Regions from separate parts of the Ovis aries genome. Here region 1 is linked to region 2. Evidence: chromatin contacts called from public Hi-C data. All regions are on one chromosome and are shown on one strand. The core of a region is the stretch at or near the end of the contact, and the rest is flanking DNA. Distances in the headings are between cores, read along the strand shown.

Region 1 (5,553 bases), core at 1,654-4,153, 120 kb after region 2:
AAAACTCGAGTCCTGAAAAATCTAGATTAGTATCTGAAATTACCGAATATATTTGCATTTCTCCCTCTCTTGCGCCCTCTTCTGGATAAAGAAAAACTGTTCCTCTTTATAGGTTTGTGGGTAATGGGTCATAAAAACCCCCCTCAACACGCTACAGACACATTTCAAAAATCCTCACAAGCTTTCTTAATAAATTAGACCTATGCATGTTGAAGCAACAGTAATGTGGCCAGGACACACAAGAAAAGTTGCTCCCCCCACACTGTTTACATTCTCTCAACTGCTAAACCCAGTTTCCCCTATTTATCCCCTTTCAGGATAAGACAAACTAATTTGAAGGATGTCACCATGAACGGCTCAGGGGATGCTTCCGTTAAGTAGAAAGAAGTCCTGCGGGGAGTATACTAATACCTGACAGATAAAACTGAATTTTCCAATCTGAACTGTAATACTGCCTTATAGTCCAAGTAAGCATAGTAAAATTTTTTTCCACCTGAAGCTGAAAAAGATTTAACGTTTTAAAAAATATAGGATGTACTGTTTCTAACAGCTCTTAAACTGTTCCAAACCCTTAGGTTAAACACTCAACAAATATAAGGTTCATTTCTACTGCACATCATCCATCAGTCCTTATCACCCTCCAAAATGGAAAATCTGATACCTCAATTTCAGTCTTCAAGTACTACTAAGTCTGTAATAGAAATAGTTTTTCTCCAGCTCTCAGTAAATGCTTATATCAAATCTGACACCCTGGGTTTAATATTTTCTTACAATTTCAACTTATAAAGAGAACAAATATTTTTAAAAATCTGCATGGTTACAAACTTTTAAGTTCCTTTCTTCTTAAATGTTTTCTAAAATGACTTTTGCCCTCAATTTAACATTTGTTAACGAGAAGAGTTTGGGGATTCAGATCGGTTTTAAAATGGGAAAACATCTTTCCTTATTAACATGAAGTAAGTCTCATCCCAGGCAAGATGGTAGTGCACAAACCTCGTGGATGAGCCACCTCGGTTCACCCCTAAGGGCAAGAAAAAGGGGTCAAAAAAACCTCGTCCTCTCTTCCATTCAATCAAACACTCTTCTAATCTCATTCCTCAAAACCACTGCCCAAGCCCAGAAGGTAAATGTTGGGGGGAGTGGGGGTTGTTGGAAGAAGATAAAACAACCTTTTTGTAAAAATGAGCTGCTAGAAGAAAACGACCCAAGTGAAAGCCTGAGAGGCGGAGTCGTGAGCGAACCTGGCAGGAGACGAGGTTCCTGTGGCAGAGAAACTCGTGACCGGGGAGCCTGGTTCCCGCTGGGTACCCCACCCGGCCTTCAGGCACCGCCTCTACCCAAAATGTATCCCCCCCCCCGGCCCCCCCAGCCCTCCTGCCCAGAGGAGCGCCCGCGGCCGCCGCCCGCGGCCTCCTCCTCCCTCGCGTCAGCTTTGAGGCCGGCTCCCCGCCCCGACCGCCCGCGCCTCCCGCCGCACCCGGGAGCGGGAAACGCGGCCGCCGGCGCGCGGGGCCCGGCGCAGGCCGCTCCCCTCGTGGCCGCTTCCCTCCCCCACCCCAACCGCCCCCGCCCCTCACCCCAGGGACCCGCCCGGGGCCGCGCGGCCGCCGCCGGGTTACACAACCCGGCCGGCGACGGGGGGGAGGGGCGGCCGCGGGCCGGGGGCGCCGGCGCCCCCGCAGTGCGGGGGGCGGGCTGACGCGGGGGGATCCCGAGGCACCCGGCTCGGCCGCGCCGGGCGCCCCTCGACACCCTTCCCCCTCCGCGCTTCAGCGGGCCGGAGTCGGTGACAGGAATCGGCTTCCAACATGGCGGACAGGAAGCGGCCCCGCGAGGAGGAGAGAACATTCCAGCCGCGCCGGCTCTGGGGGGAGCGGGCCCGGGGCGCCGGCCTCGCAGTGAGCCGCAGGGACAAACCGAGAGGTCCGGTGCCCGAAAGGAGCGTCTCAGGGTGGAAATGACCCGAGAGAAGAGGGGTCCCAACCGCCCCCCCAGACGGGGAACCCCAAGGCCACAGGTGGGCTTGGGGTGGCGGGTGAGGGAGGACACTTCCTCAACTCTGCCCCACTACCCTCTCCCCGCCGCCTGCAAAAGGGTCTCGCGACGCCACCCGAGTCGGGATTCGCTAGGCCTTCCTGAGTTACACCCCGAAGCATTTCGGGGGGCTGGGTTCACCCCCAACTCAGGGCCCCCAAATTAGGGTCCCTCGTGGGCCTCAGGAAGGTAAACGAGAGAGGAATATAAAGGCTAGACTTCCAAGGCCGACCCTCCGGGTTTCCCTCCAGCCCGGGCGGGGGCCGGGAAGGTCACACTGGCCTGGTTGGGCCTCTCCCATGCTGAGGAGAAGAGGGCGCTGCAAACCGTGAGGCCCAGCCCGAGCTTTCGGAGAATGAAAGGGGGCTTCCCCACAGCCGCAGGACACCGGCACACAAGGCACACACACCCCGACCCCTTCCGCGCTTTTCCGATCCAGCCCCACCCCCATCTCCCGCACCCCCCACCCCATCCCCCTTCCCCCACTCGTCCTCCCTCCCGGACCTGTTTTCTTCTTCGGCGTTTCCTGGTGCTGCTGGAGGGCGTGTTTCTGCTCATGTTTCAGCGGCTTTGGCTGGGCCTTGGGGCTGCCCTCGGCTCCATGCTGCAGGTATTGGTGAGGCTGCTGGTGATGGTGGTGGTGATGGTGGTTGTGGCTGTGGTTGTAGAAATAATAATGGTGATGGTGGTGCGGCTGCTGCTGCTGCTGCTGGGGGTGATGGTGCGGATGGTGGTGGCTGTGATGGTGCTGAGACTGTGGCTGGCCGGGCTTCTCCTCCATTGAAAGCGGCTGGGACTCTCTGGCTGAGGCTGCGGGCTGCTGCACCGTCAGGATCTGAGACTGCTTCTCAGGGCTCACTCAGTATATCTGAGCGCGTCTCGCCAGCGCACTGGTTAACAGAGCGATTCTGCGAGATTGGCAGCCGCATCCCAGCAATCAGGAGCCACGCTGCGCCTCTGGCCCCGCCCCTAGCCCAAATCCTCTTTCCTTCCCCTTCGCCACAGCCTCCTGGCCAACGCCACTTACCCTATGCAACCTCACAGGGCCGGGCCTTCAACGTCAGCACTATGGCTCTCTCTTGTGTCGCTTTCTCTCCTTCACCGCGCAGTCTGCGAACAGCACTTTCTACACTCCTCGCCAGCAAGCTAGCTCATGTCGAGGGTAGCAGATTCCACTGGCGATTCCACTGGCTCTGGGAGCCATCTGTTGGTTTTGCAGCTCCTAGAATCTATTGGCTTTTTTTTTTTTTCTAAATCCTTTTCCGGGTAACCAGAGGGGAAGCTCAATTCCCTTAACCCTGAGACCACTAAAGGGGCAAATCAAAAAGAAGAAATAAATACATTTTTAAGAATACAAGAGCTTCACAATCCAGTAGATCATTTTGTATTCTGGATTCATTTTGCTTTGTATTCATATGCTAATCTCTTCCTTTCCACGAAGGGATTATAGGATTCCACAATGGGGTATCTGTGTAATTTTCTAAAAGGGCACAAAGGGTTTAAATCATTGTTTCTTTGTAGTTGGAGGCAAGGGAGAGCGGGAGGAATGAAAATCTAGAAATCTACACAGAGGCAGTTGTTTGGTTGTTTTTTTTTTAACTCTGCAGGTGAGGTCAACGGTGAATTCAAGAAAGGTTTTAGAATGCGAAGTTTCAAGAGAGAAAGGGAAAGAGTACTTTAGAAGTTAAGTTTAAAAAAATGTTTTGCATATATGGAAAATATTGAAATGTAAAGAAATACTCTATTGCGTTGTGTAACATTGGTTTAACTTATCCGGCATTATCACATTACAGCCTGATTTTTTAAAGTAAATGTTTAATCAAGAGAGTGGTTACTCAGGAAGGAGGAAAGGGTTGTGATGGGGGCAGGAGGGTGCACTCTGATAGTCTTTATTTCTTGACCTAGATAGTGATTACAGATATATTTGCTGTATAATCATTTCTTACTGAATATGTATGCATCAGTGTGAGTCCCTCAGTCATGTTGGACTGTTTATGGTCCATACCCCATGGACTCTAGCCCACCAGGCTCCTCTGTCCATGGAATTCTCCAGACAAGAATACGGGAATGGGTAGCTAAATTCCCTTCTCCAGGGTATCTTCCTGACCCAGGGTCTCCTGCATTACAGGCAAATTCTTTACGGTATGAGCCACCAGGGAAGCCCATGAATGTTACATTATACATTTTTTCTCAGTCTGTGTTATATTGGGGGCATTTTTTAAAATTTACCATAAAATACACAAGATTTACCATTTTACTCATTTTTCAGTATGCAGCCCAGTGTCGGTAAGGACACTCACATTTTATGCATCCATCACCACTGTCCATTTCCAGAACTTTTCATCATCATAAACTGAAACCCTATACACATTAAACAATAACTCTCCATTCCTTCCCCACCCCATGCCCTGATAACAATTCTTTTCTTTTCTTTTTCTATGATACTTCATATAAGTGGAATCATACAATATTTGTCCTTTTGTAAAGTTTGGCTTATTTCACTTAACATAATGTCTTCAAGGTTCATTTATGTTGTGGTGTGTATCAGAATTTCCTTCCTTTTTAACACTGAATAATATTCCATTGTATGCATATGCCACATTTTGTTTTTCCATTCATTCAGCAATGAACAGGTGGATTGCTTCCTCGGTGTATATCTTAACAATTTTTTAGATGTGGCTTGAATTCCTACAGCAGGATCATGTTAAAGGAGCAAAAAAGCTTAAAAGAAAAAAGTTGTACTTGCAATTAATGGGTATCAGCCCAAAAGAATAATTAAAAGATAAAACTCTTTTTCCAAGAGCAAATGTCACTGAATTCAGACAACCATGTCCAGATCTTGACTCGTTCTGTATAGTGAGGATTTGTGTTGCCTTGCTAAATTTTAAAGAAAGACCCCTTTGGGTAAAAGGGGTATATATTTACCCAATTTTGAGAGCTAAAATCCTAATAACATGTCGTGACAAATAAGTCCTTGCTGTTGAATAGTATTGTACCACTTTCCCATCTATTAAAGAAATAAAAGTATATATGGAATTTAGGATTATGTTGATAGGGCTTTATATTCTTTTGCTGATTTGGACATTCTGTTGAAAATCAAGAATCCTTGAGTCATAATTTCTCTTAATACATTTTCTGCATTATAGTTACAGGCAAACCAAGAACACTCTTTCTGAGCTTCTGGCTTTTCACATCTTTGGTCTGCCTTGGTGTCTTCACACACATTTATATGAAGTTTAGGAAACTAAGCCTTGCTCTCATATGCTCTAGTTACTATGAATGTTGCTGTAGTTGTATGCAATAGTATGGAGAAAGACGTGATATAATGTAAAAAAAAAATGCAGAGTACTAAATTCTATGTACAGTAAGATCATAACCTTAAAAACCATGAATCTTTGTTTACTTTGGCCACACTGCACAGCTCATAGGAATTAAGTATGGAACAACAACAGAATGTGTAACTTTTCTTCCTGCTGATTTTTCTGAAATAGTTTTGTATAAAACATATTTTAAGATTTG
Region 2 (5,641 bases), core at 84-2,583:
TTTGTCTTTGTTATTACCCTTTAATCAGAACTCAAAAAAAGAAAAAGGCTATAAGTACTGTCTCCATAAATGGATTCTAACTGTGTAGCATCCATTGTATTATTACTAATTTGCAATGTATAAAATGTCACTAATAGGACTCTTGGCCTGCCCCCCCCCCCCCCCCCCCCCCCCCGGCACTAGTGGTAAAGAACCCACCGCCAATGCAAGAGATGTAAAAGAGGTGGGTTTGGATCCCTGGGTCAGGAAGATCCCCTGGAGGAGGGTATGGCAACCCACTCCAGTATTCTTGCCTGGAGAATGCCATGGACAGAGGAGCCTCGTGGGCTACAGTCCATAGGATCGCAAAGAGTGGAACATGACTGAAGCGACCTAGCTTGCAATGTGAAAGTGAAAGTGAAAGTCGCTCAGTCCTGTCCGACTCTTTGTGACCCCATGGACTGTATAGTCCATGGAATTCTCTAGGCCATAATACTGGAGTGGGTAGCCTTTCCCTTCTCCAGAGGATCTTTCCAACCCAGGGATCGAACCCAGGTCGACCGCATTGCAGGCGGATTCTTGATCAGCTGAGCCACCAGGGAAGCCCAAGAATCCTGGAGTGGGTAGCCTATCCCTTCTCAGGGGATCTTCTCGACCCAGGAATTGAACCAGGGCCTCCTGTATTGCAGGCAGATTCTTTACCAACTGAGCTATGAGAGAAGCATGCAATAGAACTCTTTATTTAGGGAAGCTGGGGCAAGTCCTGTTTCCAGCACTCAGCTCTGATGGCTGGGGAGGGGCTGGAGCATTTATGCATTTATGGGTAGGAGACGCCTCATCACCAGACAAATGCATTCTCCAGGGTGATCAATTCAAGGTTTTCTCAGTACTTGTGACTTTCCTCTGCTGGGAAGGATTATCCTTTATCACCTGTGTGTGTGTATAACAAAAGTCTTCTCGCCTATGAAAAAACAGTGTAAAGGTGTTAGTAGTGACTGGTACCCTTTGAGATACTTAAGGTGTTTTTTCTTAAATTGTTGGGCATCAATAACCAGTGGACCCCAACAGACTTTCTTGAAGAAGCCTAGGGATGGGGAGGAGGGCTAGAGGAAACCTTCTGGGAGGGGAGGAGGGCTAGAAGAAACCTGCTGAGACCCAGGGTGCACACCCAAGGCTGGGCAGATAATCCTGCCTAGGAGGTGGCTAGGGGCCCAGCCAGCCTTGGCCCCGCCCCCAACCCCTGAGGCCTACGCTTCCTGGCCCCGCCCGCTCGCCGCCAGCGCTAGGGCGGGATCGGGAGGGAGGGGCCAGGTCGGCACATGCGCCTGGAATCCCGCGGTGCATCCGCCCTGTGTTGCTGCTAACGCCCGGCAGAGGGCGGTCGCCTCCCTCACAAGGGTCCGCCAGGGCCCAGGCAGTGGGATATCACCTCCTCGGGGTCGCCTTCCCGGCTCCGCCCCCAAGAGGCGCCCCCAGGAGAGGAGGCTGAAATGTCAAGATGGCCTCTGCCTTCACCCCATGGGTACTTCGAGAAGAGGCTAGGACGAGCTCCGCGCAGACTTTGTGCTCATCACTGCTCCATTCCCACAGCCCAAAGCAGTCCTCATGTATAGTAGGCATTCAAACGCTTACTGATGGAATAAAACGGATGAATGGATGACTTCATAAATAAACAGAAGACTCCAAGGACGCCTTGAGCCTGTGTAGTGGGGATAGTTCTGGGACAAGCAATCCAGAAGGGTCAGTGGGCTTGTCCCAGAGGTGGTCACTGAGGCTTGTGAAGTCGCTCCGTTGTGTCCCAACTCTTTGCGACCCCATGGACTGTAGCCCCCAGGCTCCTCTGTCCATGGGATTTTTTCCAGGCAAGAATACTGAGTGGGTGGCCATTTCCTTCTCCATGGGATCTTCCCGACCCAGGGATCGAACTTGGGTCTCCTGCAACATGGGCAGACTCTTTACCGTCTGAGCCACCAGGGAATCCCACTAAGGCTTAGAGCTCCCCAAGTCCCTGTATCTGCATACCCAAAGGTTTGCTCAGAGCCTGTGGACCCCATACCATCTCATGGGCACAGAGCCCAGGCGGGGAAGTCTGGGCTTGTCCTCTCTGACAAGAGCAGGAGTCCATTTCCCTGAAGTCAGGTTCTGGCTGCCGGCAGGGACCACCTGACTGGTGGCTCCATTTGGCCTGCTGCTCCCTGAGGACTCTCAGCTGCTGGGGATTTCCTCACGGCCCCTGGGGATTTCCAAACTGGCTCTGCTTGCCAAGCTCCCACAAGGTCCAAAGCCAAGGGCCAGCCTTGAGGATGATTTCCCAACATCCTCCACTCTCCTGCCCCAAATTCCACCAAGACTTGGGGCACTAGTAAATGAATGACACAATATTCCCATCCCTGCCCCCTCTGAGAGACCGGAGCCGATAGGCATAATGAAGAACTGTTCTTCTCTTTTTCATATAATAGACAACTCTTCTCTATGTCCACAGGAGAAAAAAAAGGAAACCCAGTTTAAGAGTCAGACACACCAGTTTAAATAAAATATCAGTGAGGTCTCCTGGGGTGTGAGCTGGAAGCCTGTGCTATTTATTCTCAAAGTTAGAGCCGTTCTTTCAGCTAAACCTCAGTGTCTTTCAAACACTGGACATTCAATAAATGTTTGAGGATCTGTGTGTTCACCTTTGGGGACCTCTGTTGGGCCTGTTTCTAGAATCCTTTGAAGTAAAAATAAAGCACAGATCCAAACTCCATAGAAGCAGGAAGGAAGATGCAAAAGCTTCTACTTTTCCTACCAACCCACACCTCCATGTTAAGAGCCCTGGCCAAATCCACTGGGGCATGTGAGTGCCTGTGTGTTACCAGGCTGGGCAGAAAACGTGCTTGGTGAGCTGGGGAAGCACTACCACAGTTGCGGTGGCACACGGCCAGGACCTGTTGGCCCTGGGGCAGCAGGATTCCTGAGCTGGTGAAGTGTAGAAATTGCCCAAGAGGACAAGCCTTCCTTCCTGGGAGGAAGGGAAAACATGTTCCCCCCTGCCAGACTCACCAGGGATGCTGCAAGAGGAGACAAGCTTCCAGACCACTCCATCATCTCTTCCCGAATGAGCTATCTAGAGCTGCCCTATTCAACATGGTAGCCATTAATTAAGTGTGGCTATTTAAACTGAAACAAAGGAATGCTCCTGATTAAATTAAAAATCAAATAAAGTTTAAAATTCAGTTCTTAGTCACACCGACCACATTTCAAGTAGGCAATAACTACGTGTGGCTAACAGCTACCAAGCTGGAAAGCAAAGATGACAGAACAGCTATCACTCTGCAGAACTTTCTACTGGGAAGGTCTGGTCCAGAGGATCCCTGTTCAGCTTGTCCTTGACAAAGTCTTTGTCGTCCCTGACAAAGACTCCTTCAGGCATTGTCCCTGACCCCCTGCTGTTCTCTCCCACCCCTGACCCAGAGTCAGCTTAAACTCCTGTCCCCATGTGCTTTGCCTTGGCCTCCAGGCTTCAAAGGGAAGTGGGGGAAGGGATGGTAGCCGCAATTGAACCCCCAGCCTGGGCGCAGAAGCCAAGGGGCTGAAAAGGCAAGGCTGAGTGGAAGCCAGCCCCCACCCCAAGGCATCCCAGGCCTGGGAGAAAGCCCCTCAGTGCCACACAATTGCTCCTTGTTTCTGCAGACTCTCTAGACCATGCATGGGTAAGACATCCGGAATGCCGTGGCCTGAGGGCTTCCCCACATCACCGGCTGCTGGACTCATCTGATGTTAGCGCTCCCAGAAGGAGAATTGCCAGCAGAACCCTGAACTCTTGAGGGCAAATACGGCAATGAAGTCTTATACTGAGCAGAAAGCCAGGAGGTCTGCCCTGGAGTAGTGGGGACCATGGCTGGACACTTCCCTGCAATGTCATCTGGATAAAGCTAAAGAGGAGGGGTGGGAGGAGGACTCTGGGGCACGCTCATCACGCTAGAGAGGCTCCAACAAGCTCCCTCGGGAGGAACAGGCAGCAAGGCATGGATCCAACTGCTACCACATTCTATCACAGGCACTTCACTTGAAAAGCTTTGCAACAGTAGCTAGAAAATTCAAGGTGCGAGTGCGTGGGCAAACTCCTATGTGTGAAGGAAGGAGCAGAGAGCAGACCCAGGAACTGGCTGGTCAGGGCTGCCTCTCCATTCTGTGCCACAATACTTTTTTTTTTTTTAATATGTATTTATTTGGCTGTACCAGGTCTTAGTTGGGGCACATGATATCTTCATTGCCACACTGTGGCATGCAGGATCTTTAGTTATGGCATGTGGGATCTAGTTCCCTGACGAGGGATCGAACCTGGGGCCCCTTGTCCAGTGGTGAAGGAAGCACATAGCCTTCACCATTGGACCACCTGAGAAGTCTCATATGCCTCAATTCCTGTTAGCCCTAATCCACATGGGCTGTCAGAGGCAAGGCAGGTGTAAAGAAATACATTGATCTGTAAAGAGACCACAAAAAAGTATAGTTTGTTCAACTGGAAAACAAATAGGTAGAAAGAAGCCTGGCCTTTGAAAGGTACTGGTATCAGCCAAGAATTTGACTGGAGGAAGTCACAGGGAACGGAGCAGACCTTCGAAAGCTGGCTGCAAACTGCAGATGACAGTGGATGCTCAGGGCAAGGCAATCCCACTCTGGGGCTACTCTGTGGCCGCGAGTAAACGTGGGGTCCCACCTGGACCTCATTTCCCTATCTCCGCCTGGAAGAGCTGACTCTTTGGAAAAGACCCTGATGCTGGGAAAGACTGAGGGCAGGAGGAGAAAGGGATGACAGAGGATGAGATGGTTGGATGGCCTCACCCACTCAATGGACATGAGTTTGAGCAAGCTCTGGGGGATGGTAAAGGACAGGGAAGGCAGGCATGCTATGGTCCATGGGGTTGCAAAGAGTTGGACACGACTGAGCAACTGAACAACCACCACCTGGAAGGCCTCAGGGGCAAAAGCATCATCCCGAGAAGAGTAAACCCCTCCCCCCACCTGCCATGAGCCAAGCTGAGCTGTTAACAGGCTGTGGCATTCCTGTGGGCAGATGGCCCATCGAGCTCCCAGGTATCAAGAGCTTCTCAGCCATCAGAGACAGATGATAATGACGTGACACAGTTCTGAGTGACTTGTATTGATTCATTCATCCTCAAAACAGCCTTGTGAGGAGAGTACTATTATTCTTATTTTACAGATGAGGGAAATGAGGCACAGAGAAATTAATTTGCCCAGGGTCACCAGTAAAAATCCGGCTGCAGCGTAGGAGATGCAGATTCAATCCCTGGGTTGGGAAGATTCCCTGGAGAAGGAAATGGCAACCCACTCTAGTACTCTTGCCTAGGAAATCCCATGGATAGAGGAGCCTGGGCTATGATTCGTGAGGTCGTGAAGAGTCAGACATGACTGGGCACATGCACCTAGTAAGCAGCAGGGCCAGGATTCAAAGCCAGGCAGTCAGCTCCAGAGTCCATACTGTGCCCAGTACCAATGTGTTAACAACACACACAATCACATACAACTCTCGATTTGTGGGCCCTTCTGCCCACGCTGCCCTCCCCCAAATGAGCTGAAAGCAGTTCTTGCAGCCAAAACCAGCCCTCCCAACCAACTTCAGATCTGCCAAGCATCTGTTCCTACAGAACAGTAAGAGCTACAG

What was found. Hi-C and Micro-C count contacts between places; a contact is called where the count stands out from the background.
Region 1: a Hi-C map of liver shows a contact between it and region 2, with 5 times the contacts expected there. The contact joins the promoter of NUFIP2 here to the enhancer-like site in region 2. A contact is called at or near these places in 3 of 16 Hi-C or Micro-C datasets (hypothalamus, liver and skin fibroblasts).

Annotation. Positions count from the first base shown.
Region 1 is chr11:20,563,001-20,568,553 of ARS-UI_Ramb_v3.0, forward strand. It overlaps NUFIP2 (nuclear FMR1 interacting protein 2), which reads right to left and starts at 2,904. Exons shown (of 5, transcript XR_009595516.1): 1 at 2,539-2,904.
Region 2 is chr11:20,447,643-20,453,283 of ARS-UI_Ramb_v3.0, forward strand. All of the region lies in intron 2 of MYO18A (myosin XVIIIA), which reads right to left. LOC114116895 (a long non-coding RNA gene) reads left to right here. Exons shown (of 2, transcript XR_003590732.3): 2 at 1-1,668. Among named protein-coding and RNA genes, the nearest start is that of MYO18A, 30 kb to the right of the region's middle. Within about 2 kb of position 1,334, at least 39 of the 54 cell types and tissues checked have an H3K27ac peak or open chromatin away from gene starts, as enhancers often do. A contact at or near this core is called in hypothalamus and liver, where this site is marked.